Regions from separate parts of the Sus scrofa genome. Here region 2 is linked to region 1. The links are chromatin contacts, called in public Hi-C maps. All regions are on one chromosome and are shown on one strand. The core of a region is the stretch at or near the end of the contact, and the rest is flanking DNA. Distances in the headings are between cores, read along the strand shown.

Region 1 (6,378 bases), core at 2,161-4,660:
TCTCACCTTCTGGACCTATTTCTAAGTCACCAGCCTGGATCACACATTATTTATTTGTACTTTTCACTGATTTTTTACACTGTTATATTCTAGAAGAGCCCTTGGCCTAACTAAAATGGCCTTTCCCCATGGCTGCTGACAAGGCATCTGTCTGCCTGTGTTTAATTTTACTCTCTGACTGGCTTTTCAGAATCAGACTCTCTGCCTAGTAGTTCCCCATCTTCCCTTGTTCCCTTCATGCTGAGATTCCTGACTCTACTCATGAGAAACCTCCTCCCTTGAGACCAACTAAAGGCCAGAGATTGCCTTTCCCCCCACTGGAAGGCTTCGTAGCAGCCACATGCACTTCTTTGCTGCCTCTGAGCTCTGACCACAACCTTCTTGGTTCCCCTCCCTTCTCTCCTTTTGCTAAAAGCTTTGTGCCCCTCCAATCCACCCATCAGCTTCACAGCTACACTCTGGGGCTGCGTCTGAATCTGACCACGTTGAGGAAAGCTTTCCAGAGCATATCAGCCCAAGGGACTCGTGTCCTCCTCTGAGCGCCTCCAGGATGTATTGTCAGTAGCTATCATCTATTGTTATGGACAGGTCGCAAACTGGTGGCTGGTGGGCCAAATAATGCCCGCGGATATGTTTGGTTTGGTCTGCATGAAGTTTATTTCTTTTCCAAATTATTGCAACCATGTCACGATTAATAATCTTCCCATTCACTCTGGATTTCCGGCTTCTTTGAAAAACAGAGAAATCTAGTGATACTGGCTCTGCATTCCCATAGGATGGTAGTTTTTCCTGGATTGTAGTGGCGGCTTCCCCGTTAGATGGAGCTCTTGCTCTCCAGTTCCCCACAGTCCTCGCCACTTATTATTATTATTGTAGCTGTTGTTGTTATTATTGTTATATTGCTCCAACCTCATTCACTCATTTATAGTACTTGCCTGGCTCCTAAAGGCATTAGGAAATTCTGAGATATTCCCTGCTTGTCTAAATGTCCAGCCACATTATAGTCTCTTGGAGGAAAGAAACTCAATTTTGAATTTATTTTTTTTCTCTCATGCAGCTCTGTATATAGTAGATGCTCAGTAAGTATTGAAAGAATAAAGAATGTCCTGATTCATCCTCTAGATGCCTCTAGAATATGTAAAAATTTACTTTTTTTTTCTTTTTATGGCCACGCCCGTGGTATATAGAAGTTCCTGGGCCAGGGATTGAGTCCAAGCCACAACTATGACCTATACCATAGCTGCTGCAATGCTGGGTCCTCTAACCCACTGCACCAGGAGGATTGAACCTGTACCTCCACAGTGACCCAAGCCACTGCAGTCAGATTCTTAACCCACTGTGCCACAGTGGGAACTCTCTAAAAATTTACTTTTACTACAAGGTAAAGCTTTATAAGTGTACTTTCTCTGTGGAGACAGTACCATGTACTTGACACACATTAGATGCTTTAGAACAAGAGAGAGGGAAACTGAGGCTCAGAGAGCCTATACAGTGGGGCTGGGGCTGCAGATCTGGTCGTTTCTGGGGTAAGGGCCAATGCCTGCACTTGAAGAGGAAGCTTTCCTGAGCATTAGTGCTGGAAGCAGAGAGGAGCTGCTCCTGGGATTCTCTGGTAATGTTTGTTCACAAACTCTGAGAGTTACTTTGTTTGGATAGTGATGAAGCATTTATGAAATGCCCTTTCTGTGCTGGGCATTTATGAAGCAACTCTGCACTTCTTGGACTCTCAGGAATTCTGAGCATCCTGGGCAGCCCACTGAAAAGATGAGGGAAATATAGCTAGATCAAACCAAATTGTTGATGGGATTGGAGCCCATTTGGTGAATCACGAGCAATTGGGAGAAGCGTCTGCTGATTTCCATGCCCACATGTGTCACTGGTGGGACTGACTCGTGGTGTGGGATGGGAAGACATGCAGAAATGTTGTGTGTCTCATTGCGCAGCAGCAAGCAGAAAGGAATGTGAGAATACCGTAGACTCCCGCTGGGGGAGAAATCTGGTGTCATGTGTTGCTGAACAGCTGCAGGAAAATTTTTGGACCCTTGGAGACAGAGAGGTGGGTTTGCCACACTTTGGTTCTGAGTAACTTTGAGGGCAAAGAGCTTGTACAGGAAACTGATTATGGTGCATGTAGAAGCCTAATGCTGGAAACTTCATCTGCTTTCTTTGCCACCCTGTTCCCTCTAGCCACCAACCAGTTCCAGCCATGGTTAGGAGAGGAAGGAGGTGTGAAGGCCTCAGTCCCAGGTGGTGCTCATGGGCTCTGCTTAAGGTCACCCAAATGCTCAGGTCAGTGGGGTGGGCTGAACCTCTGGGATAAGGATGCTTCTGGGCCAGTCCCAAAGGAGGCAAGATAGGGCAGGGTGGGGGATGAGGGAGGCAGGGCAGACTCAGCTAAGGGCACATAAAGGGGCTTTAATCCTTCAGACTCTATAGAGTCTATAAAACTATAAACAACAACAACAACAACCATGGAATCCATAACCTTGGACTCACCTAGAACTAGGTTCAAGCCCCTCCTCTATTCCTACAAGGGTGGCTTTAGGCAAATCATTAATCTTTCCAAACCCAAGTTTACTGTTCTCTACGTGTGAAGAGTCACGAGGCCTGGCCCATATTTCAAGAGATGGGAGCTGCGAGCTTTCTAATGATGTAACTGAGCAATAAACTATCATATTGGTTATTATTTATTGTGGGCTTAGTATGGGCCAGACACTGTGCTGAGCCATTTCAATCCGTTCTCTCCGTAATCTTTCAAAGAAAGATAAAGAAATTGAGTTACGAAGAGGAAGAGTGACTCATTGAAGGTCATCCAGCCAGTAAATGACAAAACCAGCACATGCTTGATGCAGAGCAGTTCCAGAGCCCACACTTCCAACCAGACCACCCTGCAGTGCATTTGCCCCACTTCACCCATGAGGAAACTTAAGGTTCAGGAGGCACTAGCATCAGAGACAAAGCTTGGGGCTTTCAGTGTCTGGCTCTGCTCTTGAACACGTGTGACCTTGAGCAAGTCACTCAGCCTGTCTGAGCTCCAGTGTCCTGACTTAGAAAATGTCCAAGTCCAAAGCCTCTGGCAGCCTGTACGGTGAGAAGGGAGAAGGTGGGAGGGGAGAGAGCTCAGAATCTCCCAGAAATGGGAAACAGGAAGAAGTGAGTGTGATTGGCTTTATGAAGTGGAGGCAGATCTGGAATAGAAACTTGCAGAGGGAAAGTGCCCAGCTCACACTACCCGTTTAGCAGTTGGCCCTGAGAGACAGCCCACATGGGCTTGGTGGGCAGGAGCGTGGCCAGCTCAGCTGGCACCCACACAGTGAGCTGCTGTTGCCACCCAGGGGACAGGCCGTGACCAGGAACCCAGGCTGTGGCTGTGGCAGCACATTCCCTGTCTCCTGCTGGTTTCCGGAGTGGAAACAGGCGGCCAAGGCTTGCTCCAGAGGGGTAGGGAGGAGAGTGAGGGAAGGGAACCGAGTGCTGCCTCTGCTTTGGGACTTATAAATAAACCCATCTGGAAGTGTTTGGGGGCTGTGGGAGCCTGAGGCCGGCCCTTGCAATTCAGGCCATGTGGCACATATTTCCATTCGCACCAGACCCCACCCCCACCCCAATCCCAAGAGACCATCTGATTGGGCCTGTCTGTTCCGGCCGAGCTGGGCAGGAACCTCTCAGACCTCAACTCTGCTTCCAGCCCCCGCCCCAACCCTCCTCTCCTCCCAGGCCAACTCTGGCAAGACCGCGTCTGAGAAAGTACTTTGAAAAGATCATGTGCTATTCCAGCGCTGGTTGAATGAATGAACGAATCTTCAATTCAGCATTTAACTGGCAATGTGTTCCACTAGCTAGGAAAGGGCCCCATGGTAGTTATGGAAGATGACGTGTTCTTGACTTTTAGCCTCCATCTCAGGATCCTCTTTACCCTACCCGGCTAAGGCTCACTGAGGTACAAAGTCTCCTAGTCTTGCTCATTCTTCCATCCCCAACACCAAAGGTGGTGCTCAGTAGGAGTTGCTTATATGAAGGGATGAGTCGATTTATTAAACAAACACTCCTTGCACACCTTCATGGGCTGTGCACTGCTGCATGCTAGGAACATAGTAGAGAACAAAATAGCCAGAATTGGAGTTCCCGTTGTGGCGCAGCAGAAACAAATCCGACTAGGAACCATGAAGTTGCAGGTTCGATCCCTGACTTCATTCAGTGAGTTAAGGATCCGGCATTGCCATGGGCTGTGGTGTAGGTCATAGACGTGGCTCGGATCTCACATTGCTGTGGCTGTGGCGTAGGCCAGCAGTTGTAGCTCTGATTGGACCCCTAGCCTGGGAACCTCCATATGCTACGGGTGCAGCCCTAAAAAAAAGCAAAAAACCAAAACAAACAAACAAAAAAACCCAAACACAAAAACAAACAAACAAACAAACAAAACCCTGAAATAGCCAGAATCCCTGCCTCACTGAGCTCATGGTCACAGTGGTTCTCAATGAGAGTACTATTGGCACTTGAGGTTGAGACTTTGCAGTGTGACACGCTCCTGTGCATTGCAAGGTGTTTAACATTCTGACTCCCGGCCCACTTAGCACCCTGGAGTCACTGAAACAATCAGAAATGCCTCTATATATCTCCAAACACTTCCAGGGCCTAGGAGGACCCACCCCTGGCTGAGGGCCACTGCTGAGGGACTTGACACAGGGAGTGAAGGAAAGAAGCCCATCCCCAAGGTGTGAACACGTTGAATCCTCTGAGTCCACATGGAATTGGTGGTTTAAAACTGGGAAATCAAATTGGCCCTCAAATGGTGTAAAATGATCCTTTGGTCGCAAGCGAGGCCCCATAAAAGCCCATGAGGTGGCTGAGGTCCACGGTTCTCCTGGGCTGGCTTAGGACCAAAGGGCAGGCACCACAGTGGCAGTTTTGAACATGCCGCTGAGATGGTATTTTGAGAATGTTTAGAAAACAGCCACAATTTGATCCTAGGGGTAGGTGAAAAGTCAATCCCGAGATAGAGATTTGGGATAAAACCACTTTGAAGTGGGAGTTAGGGTTGAGGCCCAGCATCCACTAAGATCATAATGGGAAAAGGTTTTGGGGAAAAAGTGAAGCATGAATTCAGGACAAAGGCCAGAGCTTCAGAATTAGACCCAGGGGCATCTCCTCTCTGCCCCTTCATTTCCATTCCCAAGATCAGCACACTAGTTCAGGGCCCTGGCTTATGCCAAGACCATTGCAGCAGCCTCCTAACTGGCCTCTGTTCTTCTTCTGGTCTCTCTGCCTTCCAGAGTTACCTTATTAAAACATGGCTGTCATCGCGTCCCTGTGCAACATTCACCAGGTCCAGCCTCCTCAGCCTTCTACCCTACCCAGCTGCAGTCCCACTGGCCACAAGCAGGCCCACCCTCGGTGAACTGGCTCCAGATTTTCCTTTAAGATTCATTAGTGCTCATCTCCTAGATCTTACCAACTGGCTACACAGAGCCCCAAACACACACTGACCTTCTTTTCTCCATGCCACGTCCTCCCCTGGGATATCCTTAGACCCTGTCTCCATTTGGAAAAATATACTCAGACTTCAAGGCCAAGTTCATGTCTCCCTTCTCTGTTGAGCTTTCCCTGACCCCTCGGAGGCAAGCAGAGACTTTCCCATCTCTGTTCCCACCTCTCCAGCTCTTCATAAACGCCACGGGGCTTGTGTCTCTCCCACTAGACTGAGAGTTCCCTAAGGGCTGCAATCATGTTTTGCTTTGTCATCCTATTACCCAGCCTAGTGTGAAGGGACGGGAAAGTGGGCCTGAGGGTTGGCTGGTATCAGGGCAAAGAGGAAGTGCAATGGTCCCCCCACCAAGCCTGACCATGGATCCACTTGAGACACTTTTTTTTTTTTTTTGTCTTTTGTCTTTTCTGGGGCCACACCCACGGCATGTGGAGATTCCCAGACTAGGGGTTCTAATCGGAGCTGTTGCCGCCAGCCTACACCAGAGCCACAGCAATACCAGATCCGAGACGCATCTTTGACCTACAACAGCTCACGGCAATGCAGGATCCTTAACCCACTGAGCGAGGCCTGGGATCGAACCCACAACGTCATGGTTCCTAGTCAGATTCGTTTCTGCTGCACCACGACAGGAGCTCCCACTTGAGACGCTTTTAACTACTCTCTCCATAAGCACTGTTTTCGGATAAGGGTTAGCAAAGGAGGTAGAAAAAAGATGGAGAGCCAAGACATGGGGTGGGCAAAGGGAATCTAAGGGAGAAGAGGGAGAGGCTGAGAGGATGAATGAGGAGAGGAGAGAGCAAAGGTCTGCCTCAGCAGCTTCCTTACATAGGGATTCAAATAACCTAAAATGGAATAAGAAAAGATTTGGGGAGTTCCCGTCATGATTCAGA
Region 2 (6,506 bases), core at 2,908-5,407, 560 kb after region 1:
CCTATGTTTTCTTCAAAGAGGTTTATTTCTTACATTTAGGTCTTTGATCTGAGTTAATTTTTATATATGTTGTGAGGTAAAGGTACAAATTCATTCTTTTTTTTTTTTTGGCCGCACGCACAGAATGTGGAAGTTCCTAGGCCAGAGATCAAACCCTTGCCACAGCAGTGACCTGAGCCACTGCAGTGACAATGTTGGATATTTAACCTGCTGAGCCATAAGGGAAACCCCGAATTCATTCCTTTTTTTATGGCCAGATCTGCAGCATATAGCATATGGAAGTTTCTGGGCCAGAGACTGAATTGGAGCCTCAGCTGTGGCAATGCCAGATCCTTTAACCCACTGCGCCGGGCTGGGGACCAAACCATCATCTTTGAAGTGACTTGAGCCACTGTAGCTGGATTCTTAACCCACTGCACTATGGCAGGAACTCCCCAAATTCATTCTTTTGGTGGTTATCCAGTTAACCCAGAGCCATTTGCTCAAGAGACTATTCTATTCTTTACCCATTGAATGGTCTTGGTATCCTTGTCCAAAATCAACTGACCATGGATGTATGTACGGAATTATTTCTCAACTCTCAATTCTATCATTTGACCTATATGTCTTCCTTTATGCCAGCAACAGACTATTTTGATTACTGTAGCTTTGTAGTTGGATTTGAAATTGGAAAATGTGAATCTTCTGATTTTGTTCTTTGTAAAGATTGTTTCAGCTATTCTGGGTCCCTGCAATTCCATGCAAATTTTAGGATCATGATGTCAATTTCTGTAAAAAAGTCCAGGCCCAGATGGTTTCACTAGCGAATTCTACTGAGCATTCAAGGAATAAACGATATACCAATTACCTATAATGTCTTCCAGAAACTAGAAGCAGAGGGAACATTTCTTAACTCATTTTATGAGGCTAGTATGACATTATCTTGTATAGAGAAAATCCTAAGGGTTCTACTAAAAAACTATTAGAAGTAATAAACAAGTTTTAGCAAGATTGAAGGATACAAGATCAAAATACAAAAATCAATTATATTTCTATACCATAGCAATGAACAATACAAAAGTGAAATTAAGAAAACTCTACATATAGGAATAAATTTAACAAAAGAAGTATAAGAAAAATATATTTGTATTTGGAAAAAAAAAGCTGTATACTGAAAACTACAAAAACATTATTGAGAAAAATTACAGAAGACCCAAAGAAATGGAAGGAAGCTATGATTCTTTTTTTTTTTTTTTTTTGTCTTTTTAGGGCTGCACCTGTGGAATATGGAAGTGCCCAGGCTGGGGGTCCAATCAGAGCTATAGCTAACAGCCTATGCCACAGCCACAGCAATGCGGGATCCGAGCTGCATCTTCATCCTACCCCACAGCTCACGGCAACACCGGATCCTTAACCCACTGAGAGGCTAGGGATTGAAACCACATCCTCATGGATGGATACTAGTCAGATTCGTTACCACTGAGCCACGACAGGAACTCCAAGAAGTTATGACTCTTGAAATGCAGAGCTAGAGATGGTAGTTTCAGAACTTGATATATTCTTTTTTGCTTTTTTTTTTTTTTTTTAGGGCCCCACCTGCAGCATATGGAAATTCCCAGGCCAGGAGTCTAATCAGAGCTACAGCTGCTGGCCTACGCCACAGCAGCTCGGGATCCAAGCCACGTCTGCGACCTACACCACAGCTCATGGCAACACTGGATCCTGAAACAACTGAGCAAGACCAGGGATTGAACCTGCATCCTCATGGATCCTAGTCAGGTTCGTTAATCGTTGAGCCACGAAGGAAACTCCCAGAACTTGATATATTCTGATTGTTACATGAAAGGATAAAGAAAACAGCTTATGCTTTTTCTGATGTGGGAAGATGCCCTTTAGAAATTTATTTACTTCATTTATTTTTGGTGTTTAACTGGCATTAGCTAGAAGTTCTGAAATAGGTTTTTATAATTCTGTCCATTTTCGACAATGCTGCAGTTGTTGAAATTTCTGCAAATTTCCATAGTTGTTGGTAGTTCAGGACAAGGGCAATTTTTCTAGCTGTAACTTTTGCACTTAAGGGCACTCTTATCAAAGCCCTTTATGATTCAGGGTTGTGCTTAGCAAAGTTGCATTCTTACTTTCAAATAAGGTACTCCCCCCCCATTTCCAGTACTAGCTGATTGAACCTCTTAATCATTCCTGGAATGTGTCACTGGTGCTTCTATTGTTGTTGCTTCACCAAATGATGCTATTTGTACCCTTATGGATAATTTCTATGTTTAAGAGCTGAAATGATTATAGGAGATCAGCAGGAGAGAAAACTTCAACTAACTAGTCAGAGGCAAAAGGTACACCAGAGATAGAAAGCAAGATAGCTTTCCCAGAAATCGGAAATGGCCAAAATTTCTCAATTTTTTTTTCTTTTTATATCTCTTGCCCATCTAATTCTAATCCTCCCTTAGTACCATCATGTCTCTTCTTCTCTCTAGACAGTGCTCATAATCCTGCTTTTATGCTTTGGCCTACATGTAAATCTACACAGGTCATATAGTGCTTCAAAAAATCAGGAAAATAAAATTATTGAAATCTGCTCTGTATGTTAGTATACAGACTCTATTGTAAAATATACATATTTTACAAATGGTATTACTAAGCTAAAACTTGTAGCAGACATATTCATAAAAAGTTATGCGATAACTGACTCTTTGCGAATCAAACTTGAATTCACCAGAAACGTTAATTTAAGGAAATCAGTGGGTGAATCCTGTCATAGTGAAGCTTCTTCTATAAAATGAGTTCTCCATCCAATCCCTGTATCTATCCATTTGGCAACATGCTTTTTTGTTTAATTTCTTACATTTTCTTAAATTGGAGTACACCTGTACTTGGACGTTTAAGACAATGCTGAAATTACTATTAGGACACATTGGCTTTCCTTTCTTCTCTGCTTAGTATAATGATCCAGGGAAGGAAAAATGAACAAATTCTAGCTTGTGTCATTATAGCTTATGACTGGTTAACATATTATATAATCAGATGTTTCCATGCTTAATGTCCAAACCTCGTCATTTCTTCTGTAGGCTCCCTTTTCTAACACCCTGTTCACTACTCCTGCGGCCAGTTCATGTTGCTGTCTCTTGTGAGAACTGACTCAATGACTTTTACAGATCAAGAGTTTCTGTGTTTATTTATAACACCATTGTTTCCTCTGTCAAAGAGGGAGACTGAAAAACCAGAAATCCTTCTGTAATGTGATTTCATAGTTGCAAGTCCTCTTAGAGACTTCCACGTTTCAGTGATAGAAACTGAGGAAGGACCTTGGTCTCTCTGCTTCATTTTCTGACTTATCAAAAAGTTCCTACCTTAACCTACACCTCCTTGACAGAAATGTTATCATCATAAGTTTAAATAAAGGCATTTGTAAAAGATCCAAAGTACTAACTATCCTAATTATCTAAGTCACAATTTTCCCTTCATTAAGACCCCAGTTTTAAATTAACAGAGCTAAATAAATCAGCTTTGTGCACACCTGCTTCTCACCACATAAAACAGGCACACAAAAATACATGCACCTGATTGTGGGAAACCAGAAATTAGTTCTACATAACGGATTTTCTTTCAACCACCTACTCTACATTTATAGTCCACTTTAAGGGCTCTAAGCCTAGAGTTGGCAGCTCTAAGAACAGTGAGATCAGTTTGTCTACAGTTGTTCCCAACCTTTTTTGGCTCTGGTACACCTACACTTGCTTCCAAAAATATACCCCACAGTCTGGTGCTCAATGGAATGAAAATCTTTCCTGAGCTAATAGGATATAAAACAGAGAAAGCAATGGACATAGTTCTGCATTTTAGAGTACCCATAACAACACAGTGAGGCAAACCAGTACAAATGGTGCAGGTGACCCAGTCTTTACAGCAAAAGGGACTTTGGACTGTTTTTCTCAAAGGTGGTAAAGATTTACACTTACCAGTCTGCATCCCCCAGTCTGGCTTCCCTTGCATCCGAGGATATGCTTTTGAAGAGATGGACAGCCAGTAGATAGTGTGGCCAATAGCACTACCATCAGTGAAAACTAACTGGTTTGTACAAGGACAAAAATCCTGGTCTTGGCCCTACTAGCATTGTGTTCTAACTGCCTGAGCTAAATAGCCACTGACATTGCCTATGAGAAAACCAACCTTCGTCAGAAACAAAAATGCACTTGAGTACTAACACAGATAAATTGTTCAGTCTCCATGACCTGAGTTAAACCTTAAGCCCATTCCAAAGCTGCCACCTAATATGGTGGGAAAAACCTTTACCTGAATAATTTGAAAAGTTTCATAATTTGTACTGTCCCTCCCAATAATTAATTTTATTCCATGTAAAATGTTTGAATTCCAACTATTTACATCACATTTCCTACAGCTAGCATGCAATTCTGAGAAATTTTTAGTAAACATTGATATTGTTTATATGAAATAAGCCTTGAAGGGCAAACAGAAGTCTCTAAAGTTAATTGGGGCACCTTCTTTACAGGTATATATCTCTCCTATAGGAAATACATAGAAAGGAATTCCTGGTCAAAGCATTAATGAGACCTTAACAACCTTCGAGATACCTCTTAGGGGAAATTCTAATAATCTCCTAGAGAAGTTTTATTAGTTGTCTGGAATAAAGTCCATAATTACAACTTGACTCAATCCACCTTGTATGATCTATAATTACTGTTATATTAAAGTACATCAGGCAAGATTAGTGATTTCAATTCCTCTCAATTTACACTTTACCTTGATTTGCCCCCAGCCTCCAGAGAGTTTAAAGAGCCATTTTCTTACTAAAGTCCAAAGACAATACACAAAAGGCATGGAAAAGAAAGATTCTCAGAAGAAAAATCCACCCAATTCTAGCAAAGACTAGCTAGGAAGTGAATGTAGCTTACTAGCACTCCAACTAAATTTAGTGGTATTGATTGTATAAGAATCTGTGTGGGTAGTGGGATTAAATATTTGAAAACATAATGGAAAAAATATAAAGCTGAGTTTTATCTTAATAATAAACTCAATGATAATTCAGTGATAATACAGTTTATATTAAAGACGAGTTGAGGTAGAAAATTAAGATAAAGCTATGTGGCTCTATCTAACTTTCAGTCCTTCCTCTTTTTTCTCACAGAATTCTTGGTCCTTATTTTTAATCAGAAAAACTGAGAACAAGCCTCTCACTACAGTTCAGACAGTAGGAAGAAATAGCAAGTCATCGCTTCTTGGCCTTTTGGCTAAGATCAAGTATAGAAAAATAGAGCAAGTCAGACCAGTTAATTCTAGATACACACTTTGAATTTGCACCTTCAATTTTCTTTTAAGTTTTCTGAGAAAAGATGAGACCAGCAAGGGTTTGGTGAGCATGGACAATAGATTGAAAGACTTACTCAAAGTGCACACAGTTTCAGAAAAATTCACCAGTGCTGTAGATACTTGCCCTGCTCTAGCAAGGACCAGCTTCAGGAATTATTCAGATTTGTTATAAAAATTGGTGCTTAAAAGAACAATAAACACAGCCTACATGTCTCAGGCTATTTGAAATGATGCCTTTAAATAGACTGAAAAACATTAAAATGTATAAAACAGACTGAAAAATATATACTACTGAATATTACTTCTAGCACTTCTACTCAAAACTTGTCCAGGTCATCAAAAACAAGGAAAGCCTGAGAAAATGTCACAGTCTAGGGGAGCCTAAGGAGACATGACAACAAAATGTATCCTTCATGGGGTCCTGGGACAGAAGAAGGACATTCGGCAAAAAATAACAAAGTGTGAATAAACTATGAATCATATCAATATCAGTTCATTAATATTAACAAATGTATTAGAGTTCCCTGGTGACCTAGTGGGTTAAGGATCCTGTGTTGTCACCACTGGGTTCAATCCCTGGCCCAGAAACTTTCACATGTTATAGGTACAGCCAAACAAATAAATAAACAAATAACAAATGTATTCTATTCATGTAAGATGTTAATAATAGGAGAAACTGGGTATGGGGTACATGGAAACTCTACTTTCTGCTCAATTTTTCTGTAAATCAAAAACTATTCTTAAAAAAAAAGTTTATTAAAAATGTACTATATTTCTTAGGCTTTGAGGGCCTAGCCATGGGCCTGAATCAAGGGCACTCGGAGACTTCCTCCATCAGATGACAACAGGACAAGGACTCCATACTCCCCACAGTGATCCCTCAGAAAGCTGTAAATGCAGGCACCCCAAATCCCTTCAGAGAGTTTTAATGGGAACAGTTGATCATTAAGATAGCAAGCAAAGCTTATTTAACTTTCTTCATCCCAACAACCCTACACCTCTAAAACCCACGTTAGGCTACAGGTTTCAAAAGCAGTGAAATCCCCATTTTCAGAAGTTGAACTAACTGGGGGATGAGGTGGGGGGGGCAAGCCAGCCTGGGGGACCTGCATCTTCCATCAGCTGCCAGCCCCTCCTGATGCAGAGAGGAGCTGGGTGTAGGAGCAGAGGCAGCCTGGCCTTTAGTG

The links. Hi-C and Micro-C count contacts between places; a contact is called where the count stands out from the background.
Region 2: a contact with region 1 is called in a Hi-C map of embryonic fibroblasts, with 4 times the contacts expected there. The contact joins two enhancer-like sites. A contact is called at or near these places in 4 of 47 Hi-C or Micro-C datasets (embryonic fibroblasts, fetal skeletal muscle, heart right ventricle and 1 more).

Annotation. Positions count from the first base shown.
Region 1 is chrX:57,856,926-57,863,303 of Sscrofa11.1, forward strand. The region is part of intron 2 of NHSL2 (NHS-like protein 2); the gene reads left to right. Among named protein-coding and RNA genes, the nearest start is that of NHSL2, 120 kb to the left of the region's middle. Within about 2 kb of position 3,411, at least 9 of the 83 cell types and tissues checked have an H3K27ac peak or open chromatin away from gene starts, as enhancers often do.
Region 2 is chrX:58,419,409-58,425,914 of Sscrofa11.1, forward strand. All of the region lies in intron 4 of HDAC8 (histone deacetylase 8), which reads right to left. Among named protein-coding and RNA genes, the nearest start is that of HDAC8, 28 kb to the right of the region's middle. Within about 2 kb of position 4,158, at least 2 of the 83 cell types and tissues checked have an H3K27ac peak or open chromatin away from gene starts, as enhancers often do.